3 separate regions of the Mus musculus genome follow, and regions 1 and 3 are each linked to region 2. Evidence: chromatin contacts called from public HiChIP or PLAC-seq data. All regions are on one chromosome and are shown on one strand. Each heading gives the region's core, a stretch centred on a gene start, on an enhancer-like site or on the middle of the called end of the contact. The rest is flanking DNA. Distances are from core to core; before and after follow the strand shown. Region 1 has its middle 73 kb from the start of Mtss1. Region 2 holds the start of Tatdn1 (TatD DNase domain containing 1). Region 3 has its middle 72 kb from the start of Gm36617.

Region 1 (2,700 bases), core at 63-2,562, 220 kb before region 2:
GTGACTTGCTTTCTTGCTGTCTTCACCTACAGCAAATGTATCTGGGATACTGGGAATCTTCAAGAGTTGCTCACTGAAATGGATTCATGAGAGAAGTAGTATTCATGAGATAGGAGAACAAGTACTGAAGTACTGAAATTCTTCTTTTTCTTTAAGATTTTTTTTTTTAATGTATAGACAGGCAGATATCTGTGGGCGCCGGATCCTGGGAAACTGGAGTTTACAGGCAGTTGTGCCCAGTGGTATGTGAACTCGGGACTTCTGGAAGAGCAGGAAGCATTCTTAACCTCTAAGCCACTTACTTCACCAGCTCCAAGTACTGGGATTCTCATGTAAGAGGATGTGCTGGGGTGAGATTTGGGAAGATGGCTCTGTGGTAAAGTGTTTGCCATGCAGACATGAGGAGCTAAGTTCAGACACGAGCTGGGCATGGCACATCTGCGATGCTAGCACTAGACAGGGTGGAGACAAGAGGATTCCTCAGGGCACCATGGCTAGCCAGTCTAGGCAAAATAGCAAGTTCTGGCTTTCTTGAGAGAGCCTGTCTCCAAAAATAAAGTGATGAATGAGAGAAAAAAAAATCCTGACATTAACCTCTAGTTTCTATGTGCACATTCAAAGAAACACACACAGACACACACACACTACACTCACTCATACACACACTCACAGAAGAGGCAGGGGAGGGAGAGCAAGAGAGCAGTACTAGCAAGGGATGAGCTAATGTCAGTGATGTTGGTCAAAGTCTTAACTCAGACTGGTCCTACAGGGCTCTGGACAGTGAACTACTCCCTAGGCCTGCTGCCCCCTTAGGGTACTCTGTCAGGCACTGGCTGCAGTGGAGGACCCTCAAGATGCAAATAATTTATGCAACCTCCCTGTTGAGGGTGGCTCCTGAAGGAAAAGGGAAAGTCCCCAGAGAAGAGGCCTTTGTGAGAATCAGCAGCCATCACCCACAGCAGGGGACATGGCAGACCCACCTGTGCAGAGGGCTCAGGGGGACACAAAGCACGTCTTCAGCCAAGGGTGGTGGTACCCACTCTTCACAGGGAGCTGTGGCAGAGGCTTTCAGGTCTTTCTGTGGTCTTAGGTTTCTTCTGCTGCACTTTGCAAGATAGAGTGGATTCCTTTCATCCTGTGGGGATTTTTATCAGACATGACAGAAGCTAAAATGTTAATTGCCCACATTCCTGGGTTGCCTGGGCCCTGGCATGTCTTCTGCAGCCAGGAGCAACCACAGACATAGCCTCAGCACCACAGGGACCCTCAAATGGCAGATTCCATCCCCACATGCTCTCCTCTGCGGAAGAAAGACAGGCCCCTCACTCCTTCCTTAGCTGCCCCGCAGGTGCCCACTCAGTGGTGGCCTGGCAGCCTGCACCAAAGAATGTCACTCTGGCTTAAGGCCCAGCCTCAGACAAAAGCCCTTTTGGAGCTAAGCCTACATCCTCTGGCTGACAAGACCCTCCCCCATCACCAACCAGGGAGGGCAGCTAAATTCATCTCCCTCCAACTGATGCTCCCCACAGGGCAAAGCCACCTCCCTACTCAGGAAGCAAAAGGCGTCTGAACTCTTTTGCCTCTGGCTTTCCGACAAATAGCTGACTGTCCTCACACTGAACAGGAGAGGGTGATCAGACAACACTGCCCCAGACCAGGCCAAAGAGGCCTCCAGACACACGTGTGCACTGGGAGCTGGGAGGAGGGGGCTAAGCATCAAGAACAAAGGACAACCTTCACACCCAACCCTGCCTCTGGCCGGGAGCTTGGAGTCACACTGCCTTGAGTTTAAATTTCTGTTTTGCTGGGAGTACCAGCCAACCACTGGGCAGGTCCGGCCCTGAACTCTTTGCCACTTTTCCATGAAGAGAAGAATACCAGGTGATTACCTGTTTTGAAGATTAAGAGTAATAGTATAAGATCCTAGTAGACCTCACCTGGCAGCCTGGCACTGTCGCCACAAACCAGTCTTCTGCTACATTCCCTCCTGATCCCACAGCTGAAGACCTCAGCCCCTTAGACCGCCAATTTGCAAATGAATGGACTTAAACTTAAACTTCTTCAGTTTTGTTTCCCTGGAAAACATTCCTAGAACCCTACTTGTTAGGCCTTAAAACCCGGGCCGCAGCGACCTCCTCTCAGGTTGATCCTTAAACCCAGCCTTTGTTTTTTGAGATGCTGACAATTACTGCAGCTCTTTGTTCAGTGTCTCTTGGCTAACTGTCAGCTCCCGAGGATGTGGCTGTCCTGACGCCAATTTGAACTGATTTTTTTTTTTTTTTTGCAAGTGAAATTTCAAGGGACAATGTGCCAGGTGTCTCAGTGAGCTGGAGTCTGGTGGGCTCTCTGTCCTCTGCTCTGTAAGAGCCCTCATTCATGTTTGGGTGGTGAGAGACTTGTTTTCACACTTGGTATTTCATTCCATCTTCACAATGATGGCGCTGAGGTGGCTATTGATCCGCCCACTTTGCAATTATCCCATTCATGAATAAGAAAACCAGTAAGACCGTACATATGGAGGGCGGGATGTGTGGCACCTGCTGCTTTGGCGGTGGGACCTAGGCTTCTGTTTAGGAAGCGTTATTTCAGCAAGCTGTTGAACGTCTCTTCTGCTTCAGGTATGCTGCGATACATACATGGGTTACAGAAGAGTGAACACCTCCTAGCTGGAGAGGCAGGTGTATAAACCACACCGTGTGA
Region 2 (2,700 bases), core at 40-2,539:
CAAGGACTAAGAAAAGATGTCAGCTTTCAAATCTGTTAGTGCTGTCATAGTAGCTAGTTTGATTATTCCCTCCATGAATATGAGCCCTAATATCTCCAACTGTACTATAACACTGTCTGGATTCTTGAAGTCTTAACTTCTTCAGTAACACTGTTCCTTCTGAGTTTCCCCGTCACGTTCCCCGTTAATCCATGGGATTGCAGCTCAAAATCAAGGGTTAACTGTCATTTATTTGCCATCCAGAATGGACGCTGAATTGCAAATTCTGTTAAATAAATAAGAAAAACTTAGGAAAGAAGCTAGCAACTGTTCAGCATTGTACACTGCACCAGCCTGCATAACAAAGAGATGTAACCACAAACTTGTATCCTAGGATTCCAGGGTTACCCTCTGCAGGTCTTACAGGGTTACTTGATTTTCCATCTTTTTCTTGGAAGTCCTCCTTGTGGGATTAGGTTTTAGGGTAAGAGTGTAGCGGTATGGGACTTACACATCTTCGGTTGTCACTGCCCCTTGCATTTCTTTTAGGTCATGAAAGTCTACACGTTTTAACACTATATTGTTGTTTGTTTGTTTGTAAGAAGGGTATTTTTTTTTTTTTGGCCTAGCCTCAAACTCATAATGTAATGGAGAATATCTGTCTCCCCCAACATATGCCACCGTATGAGACTTAACGAGAAGACTAGTAACAATGGTTAAAGAAATAAAATGACGTAGGAGGTGGAATAGAATGAGCCTGCTTATCTGTAAAATCAGGCTAAAATAATCACTAATATCTGAGTTACTCTGCAAACTAAAGATAATGGACAAATTACTGTTAAGGTTAGGGACGACAGAGTCATAAAAACGTTAGCTTTAGATCCATGACAATGACAGTCCTAGGTACTTTTTATTTCTTCATGCAACTTTCTACGCTGGGTCCTGGTTGCGCCCCACACAATCATCTCCGCCAGATCAAGCAGAGAGGACTGCATCGGGACCCGGGTTCAAGGGCGGGCTCCCTTCACTGTGTCCCCCAAGTCCTTGATCAGCCTGGCCCACGGGGCCCCTCGGCTTCCGTCCCCGAGCCCCGGGTCCCCTCTCCCCACCTGTGGATACACCATGACTCGAGGTGGCGCAGCGCGCGCTTATACAGCCGCAGCACCTTCTGCTGGTGGGTCAGGTAGGCCGGGGGAGCGCAGAACGCCATAGCGTCCGGCTCACCTTCAGCGGCCGCCGCGGGGGCTGCCGGGAACCCGGAAGCGGGCGGTTGTGAGGCGGAACCGGAAGGACGAGCGTGCTCTGAGCCACTTCCGCTTTTCCCTGGGAGGAGCCTGCCGCGCCGTCATGAGTCTCTTCAAGTTCGTGGGTAAGGGCAGGTTTGTCTTGGTCGTGAGCCTCGCTGACAGTCCCGGGTCCCCTTTTCGCGGCATGGCCTTTCCAGGGCACGGAAGATGCCCGGAGGCCTCGCGTGCTGGCAATGACTGATCTGGTTCTTGCTGGAGGATGGTTTCCCTAGTGCATGTTCATTTATGAGCATTCCCGGGCAATGAATCATTGTGACTTGTGCTTTTTTTGTGTGTGTTTAATTCAACTGGAAAGAGAGGAATAGGTGTGGGGTGTGCTTCAGCCGTAGACTGATCGCCTAGCATGGGCTAGTCCCCGAGTCCTCCCATCTCTCAAAAAGCACCGCCCCCCAAGCCAATCACTTTTCTTCTGTCTTTCGTGAACTCTTCTACATGGCCGGCCTGACAGTCCCTCCAAGGTACCGGTTCACTCAGTCATCCCTTCATACCACAGACAACTCTGGGAGGCTTGACATTGAGTCCCGGGAATGTGGCCAAGTCCTGCTCACAGGCCATCTAGACATAAACGGGAGTCCTCAGACGGGAGGGGGTGGCAAATTGTGTCGCCTCGCAAGTTCCACGATCCATCCGACAGCTGGAGAGTGCGGCAAGGATTCAAAATGGGGGACATTGTAAGAGTCAGGGTTGGAAGGATAACTTGGAACCCTAAAGTCTCGATTACTTAAATTTCACTTCTATTGGGAGTGGCGTTCCAATGAAGGCTTTTCAGCAAATCTTTGAGTGCCAGTTGTACGGAAAGAGTCTTGCCTTCTGGGATACCGATGTGGGTAGTCTCAGTATGAACCTCGTCGTTGTGGACTTTCCCTGCTATTTAAGGGTGGGAAGTGACAGGGAGGAGGTTACCCTGATAGTCGTTTTGTAGATTTTGTGGCAGATAAGGGGACGAATGTAAGTATTTCAGGTTTTGCAAACAGGGAAAAGAATAGAAAAAGAGAAATGGGATGGTTGTGCATAGCATTTAGCACTGACTGTTCATGCCTGTTGTGGGAAGTGAAGACCCAAAGATGGCAGGTTAAGAAATACCTAGGCCATCTGGATCTAATAGATTAGGTCCATTCGTGAGTTAAAGGACATCCAAATAGAGACATCCTCCGAGCACTCAAAAGTGGAATCAGGAGAGTGGTTAAGGTTATACAGTAAAATCTGAGAGACACCTTAAGCAATATATTTTCCCAAGACACTGTATTTAAATATGGAGTTGTGAGAAATCTAGTCGTGAGTTAGTTTCCACACCAGAGACGTGAGGCCTATGGCCAGTCAAAGCAAACGTGGGGAGAATGTTAGCAGGTTTTTCAAAAACTCTGTGAGAAAGCCTGAAGTGAAGGTTAGGTGTTCTGGGTTCTTGATGTGATGT
Region 3 (2,700 bases), core at 48-2,547, 240 kb before region 2:
TTTGCAATCTCTGCAGAGTTTGTGAAACTAGGTCCCCAAGAGACTAAAGGGGCATGATACTCTTTTTAAAAAATGAGATGTATTTACCTTCATGTATTTTGTGTGCATGTACGTATATGCACCACATGCATACAGTGCCCGAGAATGCCAGAAGAGGGTCTCTGATCTCACTGGTGCTGGAGTTACAGACAGCTGTCAGCCACCATGTAGGTGCTGAGAATCAAATCCTGGCGCTCTAGAAGAGCAGCCAGTGCTCTTAACTGGTGAGCCATTTCTCCAGTCCCTTATAACATGATTTTTATGTCTCCTTTGCGTCCTCCATCTGCCCCTATTAGAATACAAACAGGCAGTTCATTTTCTTGGGTCACCAATGTATTTCCAACATCTAGAACAGTTACACACTGTACAGTGTTTGCATTCCTTTTAGGCTCCGCCCACACCCAGCTATGCCTGACTCACTATAAAAGGGACTGTTGGCCCCCTCCTCACTCTCTTACTCTCTTCACTCTCTGTCCCTTCTCTCCCCATTCCCCTCCCCCTTTCTCTGCATGTGTTCATGGCCAGCCTCTACTCCTCTACTCTCTCTCTCTCTCTGTCTCTCTCTCTCTGCCTTTCTCTGTCACTACTCTCTCCTCAACTCCCCTCCCCATTCCCATGCCCGTCAGAGAGCTGATACCTCAGGGGGGAAGGGATGTCTCGGCATGGGCCCGCAGAGGTACCCTCTTCCACCTCACCATACCTCACTCTACCAAACATATCCCTGGCTTTCTTTTCTTTTTTATAAAACACAACAGTAAGTGTTTGGTAACTGCTGTTTTAATGAATCGTTGAGTGACGTCTGGGGTCACTACACCAAGTAGTATCTCATCTTTCTTAATCGGCACAGAAAGTTTTGGAACGCCGGTCAGTGATAGCAAGCTATCCATTTTAAAGGTAAATCGACAGAACACAATGAGGTTCTGAGTCTCCTTTTATTTATTTAAAACGTCGTCATTCGTGTATTTAGTAAACATTTACTAAGTAGGTACCATGGAGGAGCTAGGCTTAGATAAAGAGCTGTCTGTAGCTGTGCCTGTTGGTTTCTGCTTTTAAACACATTTCCTTCCTTCTGAGATGCATCAAAGGCCCACATAGCCGAGTGACAAATGTGACATCCTGCTTTGCCTAAGAGCAGAGGCTCTGGAGTCTGGCCCAGTCTCCTAACAATCTCCACCCTCGCTTCTAACACTTGTAAGGTAGCAGTGGCAAAAATAACCACTTCAAGGCATTGTCACGGGCCCTTTGAAGCAACACATGGGAACCATTGTTTGCCGTCAATGTGCGTTCTGCCATCCCTACCAGCCAAGGGTTTTTATCCAATCTGCTCCCTGTAATTTGCATAACAATGCCAATGGGCTTATTCTTTTCATTTCCAAATATAAAGATGTATTTGGTAAGCTTTTTCAAGCCCAAGATTTCGAGGGGCCCTCTCACCATGGTACCTCTCAGTAAGCAGAGGGCCGAGTGTGACCCCAAGTCAAGAGGGGCTCTGCTCCTGCCTTTTCCCCTTAGCATCTGTCCTCAACAAGCAAGAATGGATGTCCAGCTGCAAGGCTCAAACGGAACTAGGCAGAGGCGCAAGCAAAGGGCTCTGGTTCCAATAGCTGCAGCTGTCTAGCACCCTGGGCTATTTTTAAACCCCTTTTCAGAAACCCCGGGCCTTCGCAATGGATCTATTTTCTCAACTGCTGAGAGATAATACTTAAAAATGGATGGCTTGAAAATATTCCACGATGCTCATAAAAATGACTGAAATAGATAGCGAATCTAAGACGGCCTTTGTGTAGAGCAGCAGAGGACAGCTTGGTGAAGCCTCTCAGACCCTGGGGCAGCGCAGCCGCTGGATCTGTCGCTGACAACCACCGCTTTGTGTCTTGGATGTCTGCTGTGCCCAGAAAAGGCAAGAAAACCAGTCATTGTGGAGAACATCAGAGCCCTGCCATTTAAAGAGGCCGTCCATCCCAGACAAACAGGGAGACCCCAAAATAACTCCCAAAGAACAGCCATTGACTTGGGCACGGCCTTATCTAGAAAGCCTATCCAAACTTAACTTGAATATGCCTCTGCCCCTTCCCTGAACTCTCCGATTTTTTTTTCTGCCCCACTGTGTAGAACCGCCGCTCAAGCAGTCATGTGCTGCAGACGCGGGAATCATCCCCACTTCACCACTACCAATAATCTACTAATATTATCCTCCGTGCTTCATCACCTGCCTCTGAGATTTTACAAGAGCATACAACGCAGTCTACTCACGTGTGGGTGTAGGGTGGGATGGAGGATGGTGACCGTGCATCTTTGTTTTTGTGCAGTGTACTTGTATGGATCTGCATGTGGAGGTCAGAGGCAGCCTCAGATGTCATTCCTCAAGTATCGTCACCTTATTTATTTATATGTATTTATTTATTTATTTGGACAGAGTCCATCACGGCCCTGGGACTCACAATGTAAGCTAGATTATCTGTGCAACCCAGGCATCTACTGCCTCTGCTTGCTCTCACCTTCTGGTACTCTGGGTTTTTTGGTTTGTTTACCCACTTCGTCATTTGCTGTAGGGATTCTTTAAAAATTAAATGTTATTATGTTACTTCCTGCTTGGACTTGGTTGGTGTTACTCAGTGGCCAGCGGAAGACTGAGGAAGCCCTTCCATGTGATCCCCGGCC

Evidence for each region. HiChIP or PLAC-seq counts read pairs in DNA pulled down with a chosen protein or histone mark.
Region 1: a contact with region 2 is called in an H3K4me3 HiChIP or PLAC-seq map of embryonic stem cells, with 32 read pairs. The contact joins the enhancer-like site here to the promoter of Tatdn1 in region 2. A contact is called at or near these places in 2 of 39 promoter capture datasets (embryonic stem cells and liver), 2 of 484 Hi-C or Micro-C datasets (bone marrow-derived macrophages and embryonic stem cells), 7 of 115 datasets of contacts at active chromatin or transcription factors (embryonic stem cells, fetal liver, microglia and 2 more) and 3 of 9 other capture datasets (adipose tissue, liver and pancreatic islet).
Region 3: a contact with region 2 is called in an H3K4me3 HiChIP or PLAC-seq map of the SCID.adh cell line, with 10 read pairs. The contact joins the enhancer-like site here to the promoter of Tatdn1 in region 2. A contact is called at or near these places in 1 of 39 promoter capture datasets (the C10 cell line), 7 of 115 datasets of contacts at active chromatin or transcription factors (the SCID.adh cell line, embryonic limb bud and embryonic stem cells) and 2 of 9 other capture datasets (liver and pancreatic islet).

Annotation. Positions count from the first base shown.
Region 1 is chr15:59,153,458-59,156,157 of GRCm38.p6, reverse strand. No RefSeq gene overlaps it. Among named protein-coding and RNA genes, the nearest start is that of Mtss1, 73 kb to the right of the region's middle. Within about 2 kb of position 1,312, at least 79 of the 459 cell types and tissues checked have an H3K27ac peak or open chromatin away from gene starts, as enhancers often do. A contact at or near this core is called in embryonic stem cells and neural progenitor cells, where this site is marked.
Region 2 is chr15:58,932,327-58,935,026 of GRCm38.p6, reverse strand. Tatdn1 (TatD DNase domain containing 1) reads left to right here and starts at 1,289. Exons shown (of 12, transcript NM_001368428.1): 1 at 1,289-1,348. The coding sequence starts at 1,327. Ndufb9 (NADH:ubiquinone oxidoreductase subunit B9) reads right to left here and starts at 1,226. Exons shown (of 4, transcript NM_023172.4): 1 at 1,089-1,226. The coding sequence starts at 1,189. It overlaps Gm36559 (a long non-coding RNA gene), which reads left to right and starts at 1,751. Exons shown (of 2, transcript XR_875364.2): 1 at 1,751-2,700.
Region 3 is chr15:59,173,073-59,175,772 of GRCm38.p6, reverse strand. No RefSeq gene overlaps it. Among named protein-coding and RNA genes, the nearest start is that of Gm36617, 72 kb to the left of the region's middle. Within about 2 kb of position 1,297, at least 69 of the 459 cell types and tissues checked have an H3K27ac peak or open chromatin away from gene starts, as enhancers often do. A contact at or near this core is called in the SCID.adh cell line, where this site is marked.